2 separate regions of the Mus musculus genome follow, and region 2 is linked to region 1. A link is a contact called in public HiChIP or PLAC-seq data. All regions are on one chromosome and are shown on one strand. The core of a region is the stretch at or near the end of the contact, and the rest is flanking DNA. Distances in the headings are between cores, read along the strand shown. Region 1 overlaps Lmf1 (lipase maturation factor 1). Region 2 holds the start of Antkmt (adenine nucleotide translocase lysine methyltransferase).

What was found. HiChIP or PLAC-seq counts read pairs in DNA pulled down with a chosen protein or histone mark.
Region 2: an H3K4me3 HiChIP or PLAC-seq map of the SCID.adh cell line shows a contact between it and region 1, with 13 read pairs. The contact joins the promoter of Antkmt here to the enhancer-like site in region 1. A contact is called at or near these places in 1 of 39 promoter capture datasets (cranial neural crest), 8 of 484 Hi-C or Micro-C datasets (the N1E-115 cell line, Sertoli cells, embryonic fibroblasts and 5 more), 5 of 115 datasets of contacts at active chromatin or transcription factors (the SCID.adh cell line, bone marrow-derived macrophages, embryonic stem cells and 1 more) and 1 of 9 other capture datasets (pancreatic islet).

What each region holds. Positions count from the first base shown.
Region 1 is chr17:25,592,479-25,597,201 of GRCm38.p6, forward strand. All of the region lies in intron 3 of Lmf1 (lipase maturation factor 1), which reads left to right. Among named protein-coding and RNA genes, the nearest start is that of Lmf1, 16 kb to the left of the region's middle. Within about 2 kb of position 2,458, at least 39 of the 459 cell types and tissues checked have an H3K27ac peak or open chromatin away from gene starts, as enhancers often do. A contact at or near this core is called in the N1E-115 cell line and the SCID.adh cell line, where this site is marked.
Region 2 is chr17:25,789,758-25,794,480 of GRCm38.p6, forward strand. It overlaps Antkmt (adenine nucleotide translocase lysine methyltransferase), which reads right to left and starts at 2,637. Exons shown (of 5, transcript NM_145410.4): 1 at 2,296-2,637; 2 at 1,815-1,919; 3 at 1,589-1,729; 4 at 1,176-1,226; 5 at 743-1,021. The coding sequence starts at 2,457. The coding sequence ends at 791. Ccdc78 (coiled-coil domain containing 78) reads left to right here. Exons shown (of 13, transcript NM_001165929.1): 11 at 29-95; 12 at 168-268; 13 at 353-756. The coding sequence ends at 455.

The sequences.
Region 1 (4,723 bases), core at 1,208-3,707:
ACAGGGCTGCTCCTGGCAGGCACCATCCCAGCACACTCTGTACACGCTGTGACTACTGTCCCCAGCTCAGTCACTGTCCCTGGCATGGGCCACTGTCTCCCCTGGGCTCCAGGCCATTGCTGAGCTCTGTGTGCACTGGGAAGGGTTTAGAGAGGGAACTGCAACCGTATCTCTGGGTCCTGAGTCCTGTACTCTGCCTGCAAAGTTTCCTCAGTCTTGTTCCCAGACTGTCTCCTAGGCATGGCCCGTGGGGGACAGGGAGCAACAGGATGACTGCTCTGGCTCCAAGGGCTGTCCTGGGGGAGATGGCTTGTGGGCATCATGCTAGAGGGGCTGCCTGCTGATAGGACTGGGGAGGGCCTGGGAGAAAACAGCATGATAGAGTCCAGCCAAGTAGCACAGCCTCCTCCAGCTAGGCTCTTGGGTGATAGATACTGTAAAGTCCTCAAGGTCCAGATAGGCAGTCAGGAAATGTGGCACATTCCGGAAGCCTCCGGAGGGTTTTAGACCACAAAACCCTTTTGTATGTCCTTTGATTGTGGTGAATGGGGTATAGGCCTTGCCTCCCAAGCGATGCTTGGGCAGTGTAGGCCACACTCCACATTCTCGCTGCCTGAGCCCCTTGGCACACTGGTTTTTTTTTCTGGAGAGATCACACTATCTCTGGTGACTGTAAGGAAGGGAGACCAGGCTGCTCTGTGAGTATGGGATTGTGAGAAGCCCTGTGCCTTAGGGGAGCACACAGGTTTGGGGTAACTAGAGGCCTTTGATGTCCTCTAGGTCCCACCACCACCACTCAGGCCAGCACGAATCTAATACTCTAAGGATATCCCAGGTATGAAGGTCCCTGGGTCGCAGAGAAGGATTCTAGAAGACCCTTTGCCATCTCTGTTTCGGTCCAACATGGTCAGGATAAGAACCGGGCACCTTAGCGTTTGGATGAGTCCGGGTTCCTTCATTTCAGTAAGAAGCTGTGCCTCACCAGCTGAGGACAGAAGTTCTGCTGTGTCAGCTTCCCCCGGCAGTGTCCGGATGCAGGGATGCACAGAGGCACTTGGGCATTTGCCTTGGATCATGTGCAACCCATTAGCTGTAAACACACCGTGAGCTCACGTGAGGACAGCTTTAAAGCATGTAACCCGAGAAAGCTTCAAGCCAGTGGGTAAGTCACAGGGGAGAGAGGCCAGGGGTCTGCAGGAGCAGCCATGGCTCCCATGCAGTCCACAAGGGCCCAGGCCTCACGGCAGCACGCACGGCAGGAACGGTACCCACAGATTATCTCGTGAGTTCTGTGCTTTTCCATATCTTTTCCATAGTCTAATGATTCAGGGAGCTTTGTCCATGCCAAGTGGAGAGCTCGGTCTGCTGTCAGGCCATCCTTGGCAGGCCCTGGGCCACATGGGATGTTTACACGCCGGGGACACTCGTGTTTCCCTTCGTGGCAGCGCCTCCTGCCAGCCGTTGTGAATTAAATGCTCCATGTGACCCTTCACCCTTGCCGCTCTTAAACTCATGCTTTAAAAACAGCTTAATGAGGGGTTTACTGGCCCAATTGGAAGTTTTTATTAAGACCCATTAGTGAGGGAGCAGAGCTGCCTGCAGGAAGTGATTAGCACGGTGGCCAGGCCCAGCAGGTTCCATGAAACTGTTTCCAGACCTGTGGCTGACACTGCAACGGCCTGCATGCCCTCTGCTGCAGTTTACAGTCTTTTGCTCTGCTCTACTCCCAGCCCCAGTGCTCCAGGAAAGCAGTTTCCTTAATTAAGTTATCCTCACAGTCAGCGGCAGCCTCAATGGCCAGGCCAGCCTTAAGCGCGGGAGCTGCCATCAGCAAGCCAACCTAGGTCTCCTTCCTGGGGCCTGTCTCTATTGACTTAACCTCTTGGTATGTCACTAGGGGAGGACCAACCTCACAGAGCTCATTTCCTGAAAATGTCAACTCAGGATGACAGCAGGCCCTCTGTCCCAGTACCATGTCCCATCACATCCTTCACGAGAGCCCAGAAAAATCTGGTTCCAGCACGGGAGGACCACTGTGTGGCATGTTGGCTGTAGACTGCCTCAGTCAACCATTTGGTAGGGGCCTAGGGTCAGTGTTTACCCAAATGGGGACATGAGATCAGATTCTCACACACACACACACACACACACACACCCGCACCCCTCCCCTGTGTATCTCTCCCTTGCTCCCTTCCTTCCCCCTTTTTCTGATTTAAATCTAGTGGAAAAAAAATCACTAATTGAATCTGAAAGAGAATGTTTCCATATGGGATGGTTCACGCCTTTAATCCTAGCAGGCTGGAGACTGAGGCACAAGGAGTGCTGGGACAGTTTGCAGAGTGAGACCCCTGTCTCTAATTGCCTAGCATCCGGAAGCCCTGGCTTTGAGTCATGCCTGTATTCCCCACACTCTGGAGGGGCAGCCCAGTTCGAGGTCACCTTGAGGCTAGCCTGGGCTACTGGGTGTTCCTTATTCCTTGTTGCTCACTCGGGGTCCCGCCTGCTTCTACTCCCACTTCCCAAACGTGGTGGTTCCCTTTAATGAACAGAGTTCCGAGACTTAGAAAAAGAGCTGCTTCACTCGAGTCCTGGGGCTGCTGGATGGGCTTTATCTGGAATTCCTCCGGCTCGCCTCTTAGTTTTATTTTTGCCAGATTGTTTGGAGATGGGGTGTGTCTGGGGTAGAAAGTTGTCTCCATCCCCAATCACTCTCAAGGACAGCTGAGCCCAGCGGACTTGGTCTCAGTTCCCTATAGTGATGATCTGTCAGATTTCAAGTTTGTTCCTTCTGAAGCTGCCTTTGGTTGCTGAGTGGCCTCACCCATCAAGCCGTCTGTCCATCTTGCTCTCTGGCTCACCACCAGTCTCTCACTCTCCAGCACCAGGCCATCTTTGCTTGTTTCTCTTCTGCTCCCCGTAGGCAGAACAGGCAGAAACTCCTCTCTTGTGGTCCTGGAAGAACTGGCTTTATTTATCAGATTTTTAAGAGTTTAAATAAAAATTTGCTTTATGTTGCTGGGAACCTGGGTTTGTGCAGCACCATGCAAATGCCCCGCCCTCTGCTGTGCACCAGCTCTGATAAGGAAAGGGTTTATTGTCCAGTGTTTGGAGCTGACAGCTTAGGTGATGCACCACTGTCTGACTCCTCCCTGGTAGTAGCAGTGCACACACAGATGACCACTGCCCTCTAGCTGTATCCCTGTTCCACCCTGATGACAGTCACTGTCGTTCTGTAACCTTCAGCACCGATGCCACTTTGGACAGGTGCCATCCAAAGAGACAGACAGCAATGCCGTGTGTGTAGGGAGTTATAAATTATCTTCTGCTTATCAGCTTCTGGATTCCTTATACTCTGGCTAGACCATGACCTAAAAAGTATCCTTTTAATAGCTAAAAACAAAGAAGTTAGGTGTGCGCATGGACGTGCTCAACCCAGATCCTGCTCTCCCCACCAGATAAACCCCCTGATCTCTGCTAGCACTTACTCTGGTATTTGCAGCATGTTTCTCATTTAAAAAATTATTATTTGTATGTGTGTGTCTGTGATGTGTGTGAGCACTCACGTACTGTAGCACACATGAAGAGGTCAGAGGACAACTTTGTGGAGTGAGTTGTTTGTTTCTCTTTCTTTCTTTCTTTCTTTCTTTCTTTCTTTCTTTCTTTCTTTCTTTCTTTCTTTCTTTCTTTCTCCCTTTCTTTCTGCCTCCATATGGTAGCTTGGTTTCATTTCTGTTACTGTGATCAGATATACTGATCAAAGCTACACAGTAGAGGAAATGGTTTATTCAGCTTACAACTCTCAAGTTGCGATCCACCATTTCAGGAGCACAAGGAGCCATCACATCATATCCACAATCAAGAACAGAGAGAGAATAAATACATCTGTGCTGTCGACGGCTTTCTCTGCCCCCACCCCCAGAAGTGAGATTTACTTGTTTCTTCACGCTTGGTGGAGAAAGTTCAGCGGCGCCAGCCTAGGGGATGGTGCCACCAACAATGGACTGGTTTTTCTTCATCAATGAAGCATCAAGATAATCCCCACAGTTATGTCCACAGGCTGACTCGGTCGTGACAGTTCCTCAATTGAGACTCTCGCCACAGTTAATTCTAGGCTCTGGCAAGTTGATATTTAAAACTGCCCATCAAACACCTTTACCATCTTTAGCCATCTTGCCAGTCCCCGAATTTGTATTTCCAGTGAGGTCTGTGCATGGTTCGATCTTGGTGTGGCCCTTTTAGACATTGCTCGTGTACTGCCTGTCAGGAGTAGCAAGGACCCCTCACAGGCCCTTCATGCCATTTCCAACATCCTACCAGAACTATGTCACAGACATCGTTTATACTTGACTTTAGTCCAAGGACCAAGAAGTGGTTCAGATATAATTGCTACTGGTTTGCAATACACACAATCTGTGCGTTATTGTGTCTCTGCAAATATTGTTGCCTTCTGGGCCAGATAGAGAGCTGCAACTATTTTGTCTGTTCACTTTTGCCTCCCTCCCACCCCTGCCCCTGACATCGAGAATTGGTCCTCCTTTGGTGGTTAAGTTTTTCATCTCTGATCTTATCTCACCAACTTATTCTAAACTTTCCAGTGGAACTGCTTAACCCTCTTGATATCTTCATTTTACAGGAAGCACGTTACACAATCTATGCTTCTTTCTCCCCATGCTGTGGAGGTTTCTCTCTGTAGCCTCTCTAGTGCCACTCGACTAGATGTGTT
Region 2 (4,723 bases), core at 1,387-3,886, 200 kb after region 1:
GACTGCCCCTCCTACCCTCTCCTCACAGGGCCCTAGACACTGCATCCTGGGCCCAAATCCAGCAGAGGCTGCAGGACTTCTCCCAGGACACTCAGGTAGTAGGGAAGGAGCGGCGGAGACCCCCTACTCTACCTCCTACCATGGCTCATAACTCATGCCTCCACCAGGCAGAGCTAGAACGGGAACGGGCACAGCTGATGGTCCGGGCCACCATGGCAGAGCAGCAGCTTTCTGAGCTACAGGAGTATGTGGACCAGCACTTGGGCAGGTAGGCTGGATGTGGCTCCAGGGTCCTAATCTGGTGGAAAGAAAAGAATCCATGGCCAGACAAGTGATTTATCATTCCAATCAGGTACAAGCAGGAAATCTTGAAACTGAGGAAGTTGGTGAATATTGGAGATCCCCAAGGAGTAGAAGCTGTATCTTCGCCGGGTAGTGGTGGCGCACGACTTTAATCCCAGCACTCCGGAGGCAGAGGCAGAGGCAGGCAGATTTCTGAGTTCGAGGCCAGCCTGGTCTACAGAGTGAGCTCCAGAACAGCCAGGGCTATACAGAGAAACCCTGTCTCAAAAAAAAAAAAAAAAAAAAAAAAAAAGCTGTATCTTCCACTAGGCCTCAGCGCCCAAGGACTCAGAGTCACTAGCTAGTCTCCCAGAAAAATCTCAAAAGAAATCTCTTTACAGCCAGCATGGAACCCTCTGGACACCCTGCCCCAGGAAGTGATTCCTGGAACAAACAAAAGTCAGGATTGAACCCACAGAGTCTTTATTTTATCCAGTCAGCCAGTTTGTCAAACAGGGGCTCTAGGGACTAAGGTAGAACTGGACTCTGGGATGGCCTTGATGGGCACCCCACAAGAAGACACAGTTGGCCCAGAACCATGGACATCATAGGCCCAAACTCTGTCAGTGCCCTCGCCCACCACAGCTACAGGCTGCCAGGTGGGAAGGGGGAATCGTCCAGATACCACACGGGCCCCCACAGGGAGCTCTGCTTGCAGTTTGTCCTCCAGCAGTTGGAGCTGTAGGAAAGAACAGGAGGGAAAAGAACACAGGAGCAGGTCAGAAAAAGCTGCCCCATCCAGCTGAGCCCAGAACATATTCCAGGCCCGAGAGCATCCAAGAGCCAAGACTGTGGCCCTGATCTCCCAGCAGGACAACAGACCCAAAACCTACCACACTGGGAGCCAGGAACACAGACACGTTGTGACAGTCCCTGAGGCTCACCTGTAGAAAACAAGGGTAAAGGCTGGAGGGCATGCAGTCCCCAAGGTAGGGCCTCTAGCCCACCCAGATATCCACATAATAGCCACTCAGAGCATGAAACTTGGGAGATAAAGATATCAGGAGCTGGAGGTGTGCCTCAGGTGGCAGAGTGCTTGCCTAGCATACACATATCCCTGGGTTTAATCTCCAGTTCTGCATAAACTAGGTCTGATGCCTATAATCCAAGGCTAGTTTGAGATAAGCCTGGACACACATCTCAAAAAAAAAAAAAAAATGAAAGGAAGAGGGAGGGTAAAGAAAATCAAGTTTGGAAAGAAAGAGAGTGGGAGGGGGAGGGAGGGGTATCAAGTTTGGTAGGGTACCTTCCAGAGATCTTTTCGATGGTAGCAGACACTCGCAGAACAACCGGCTCTCCAGGCATGCAGCCGTGCAAGTCCCACAAGCCACGGGTTCAGCTCATATCCCATAGCTGGACGGAGACCACATTGGTGGGCCGCCAGCACCTATGGGAGCCAAGAGTGTGGGATCTGGATGAAGGGAATGGGGCCACCACCAGAGGGACAACGAATATATAGACACAGGTCTTACGATCCTGCCATCACCAGAGCCTAGATCCACCATTTTTCCAGGGCGGCCTCGCAACAGTGACAGCACGTTCTCAACCTGCCGGGCACTCGCGCCAACGTAGGGCACCTGAATAAGGAATTTGGTGGGCTGAGGCTAGAAATCACACAGGCAGAAGCACCAGTTTGGGGGCCGATGGGAGCCTACTAGATTTCCTTTCTTAAATTGATACCATCCAGTGAGCCCCGCCCACTCTCCAGTCATAGGCCCGTACCCCCTAAGTAACTCAATCCCAGCTTCATTCATTTAGACTTGGTCTTGACGAAAGACCCAGGCTCCGCAACTTCCTGGTCCCAACTCTCCGTACATCGGGTTCCCGGGTTAGGTCCCGCGCCATAATTGATTCCGCCCATCTTTACGCTACCTACAGTAGCCTTGACCCCACCCATGGAACCTTGGCTTGCACCAGTATTGGCCCCTTTCCTTCCAAGGTTCAACGCTGCACCTGCAGCCTCAGAGGCACCCGGCGGAAGCCCGGCTGCAGCAGCAGCGCCCATATAGTATAGACGGCCAATCCCGAGCCTGCCGCCGCTTGCACTATCTCCAGCAAGCCCAGCCGCTTCTCGCGTAGCTCAGTCAACGCTTCGGCTGGGTCGTCCTGATCCATGATTGACAGACACTCAGTTCCAGGTCCTACTTCCCAAGGCTCCCGGCCGGTAATGGAAGCGGTTGCCCTCCCCGCTGCCCCCAGCCTGAGCCAAACTCTATCCGCTTGCAGCGTACGCCAGCCAACCGCAGCCGCAACTGCAGAAATCTAAGTATCCGCTGCGATCAGTCGCCGGAAGTGGAAGAGGCCTCCGAGGCCAGTCCGACATTCATTCTTTTCCGCCCAGCCATCCGGGGGACCCTCCTTGGGTTCCGGGTGATGGTTTGGGGTAGCGATGACCCAGGCGATGGGCGAGAATGACAGGGTTTGCCACGAGTGGGTCTACGGTCCGAGACATACAGCGGTCAGCTTCAGGGTCCACTTTACAGACAACCACATGGAATGGAATCTGTTCTAAATCCCCCTGAGGCTGTACTGCTGGCCGGCAGCCTCGGGTTATAGCCAGGGTCTATAACTGAAAGGCACTCTCACGCAAATTCTGTTGATCAAGACAAGAAATGACTGAAAGCCTACCAAAAATCCAGAAGCAAACCACAGAGGACGTCCTTCCAGCCGCCCCTCCCCCTCTTCCGCGACAATAATTAGGCGGGAAACAGAGAGTATTCTGGGGTCGAAGGAGAGGGGCGGGCAGCTAGAGACAGATGTTGGCTCTCTAGTGAGTACGGAGGGAGGGGGCCGGATGTGAGCGACTGGGTGCTGGCAAAGGGCCCAGCCTAGGGTGGAAGACAGCCCAGGAGTCCGGAAGATCTCCTTCTTTCAAAAATAAAGGGTTGAGTGACTCTTAGTAAGGCCCTGCATGGAAACAGATAGAGCCTTGAGTCAAGCTGCTGGACCCCGACCACCCACATCAAGGCTAACTGTCTGAGAATGGTAGATCTTCCCTGACTATGCTCACTCATGGCCTCTTCGGCTATCCCTAGCATAGACGGTGATGGCTTCCAAACTGAACATGCCCAATACCACCACCCTATCGCCCAGGCACAGAGTGTTACCCTCCAAAACCATCTGCAGGACAGGTGTCGCAAGACAGCATGTATTCTGTGTACATGTATTCTGCAGAGAGGCTCTGCTCCATCCAGCTCAGAACCTGGCCACCGGAAGATTTATACCAGAGCCCTCCCACACACTGAATTCTAGACAGGGTTGCTTGGACATAGCTATTCCTGTCTGCTGCTCCTGGCAGTACTCTAAGACCAAGAGCACCCAGGAAGCCCTGGCAACTTGACCTGACATTGGCACCCACACTCTGCTCCTCAGCTGCCAGGGCTCTACTTGGAGGTGTCTCTGCTCCTCGCAAGGCTTTCCCAGGCTAGCTCCTGTGATTTGGGTCCTGCTTATACACACCATCCTCCTTGCTGTCTCTGTCTCTACTGTTTGGAGTCTTCACCACCTGTTCCCTAGAGCAGACTTGAGGCCACTGGACCAGCCTTCCCCTACCAGATGGAAAGACAAGGGTCTAAATCCTTAGCACTCCATGGAGCTTGGGGAGAAGAGAAGTAGTAGCAAGGGGCCGATTCAGAGGCAGATATGGAGGGAGAAAATGCAATGGCCTACTCTTCAGGAGTGATCTCGGACTCTCAGTGCCCTTCCCTCTCCAGAAGCAGTCTATGGAAAAGGAGCATGCTCTCTGTCCACCCTCAGATTACACAGATGTGATTTAAGTTATCTGGTTATAAATATCCCAAAGAAGCCATTCCGGGGGCCTATGTAGGGTGTGGCACCACCATTGTCATAGTCTGAGGCAAGGAACCATATGTCTGGTCTCTGCACAGCCTTGTCACTCTCCCAGTCTGAATGAATAGTCTGTTGGGACTGATGATGGGTGAAAGCCTTAGAGGGAGGTCACGCATTTCCAGAACTCCACTCTCACTCCGCACAGCACGGGAGCTGAAGCTGTTTCCCAGGAGCCATGAGGTAGAGGCAGAAGAAATCTGACGGACGTCCTAAGAAAACCAGCGCACACCTCACTCAAGGTCTTTCAAGCCACAGGCTTTGTCTGCTCAGGGTCTCACTAGCCTTTTGCGAAATAATGAGGCCCAGGAGAAAGGCAGGCATAGCAACAATGGGGCCAGTGGCGGGAAACAGTCTTTAGAGACCCCATTGTCCATTTCTCCCGCCGGAAACGAACAAGCAGGATCCTGCAGAGGAGACCCCACACCCTGCAGGCTCTCTGCCATGTCTGGATGCTCAGCACGTCTCAGGGGCCTCCGGACAGAGGGGCCCATTCTTCCCCAAGGGCGGGACCGGGCCAAGGATGACTGTATGG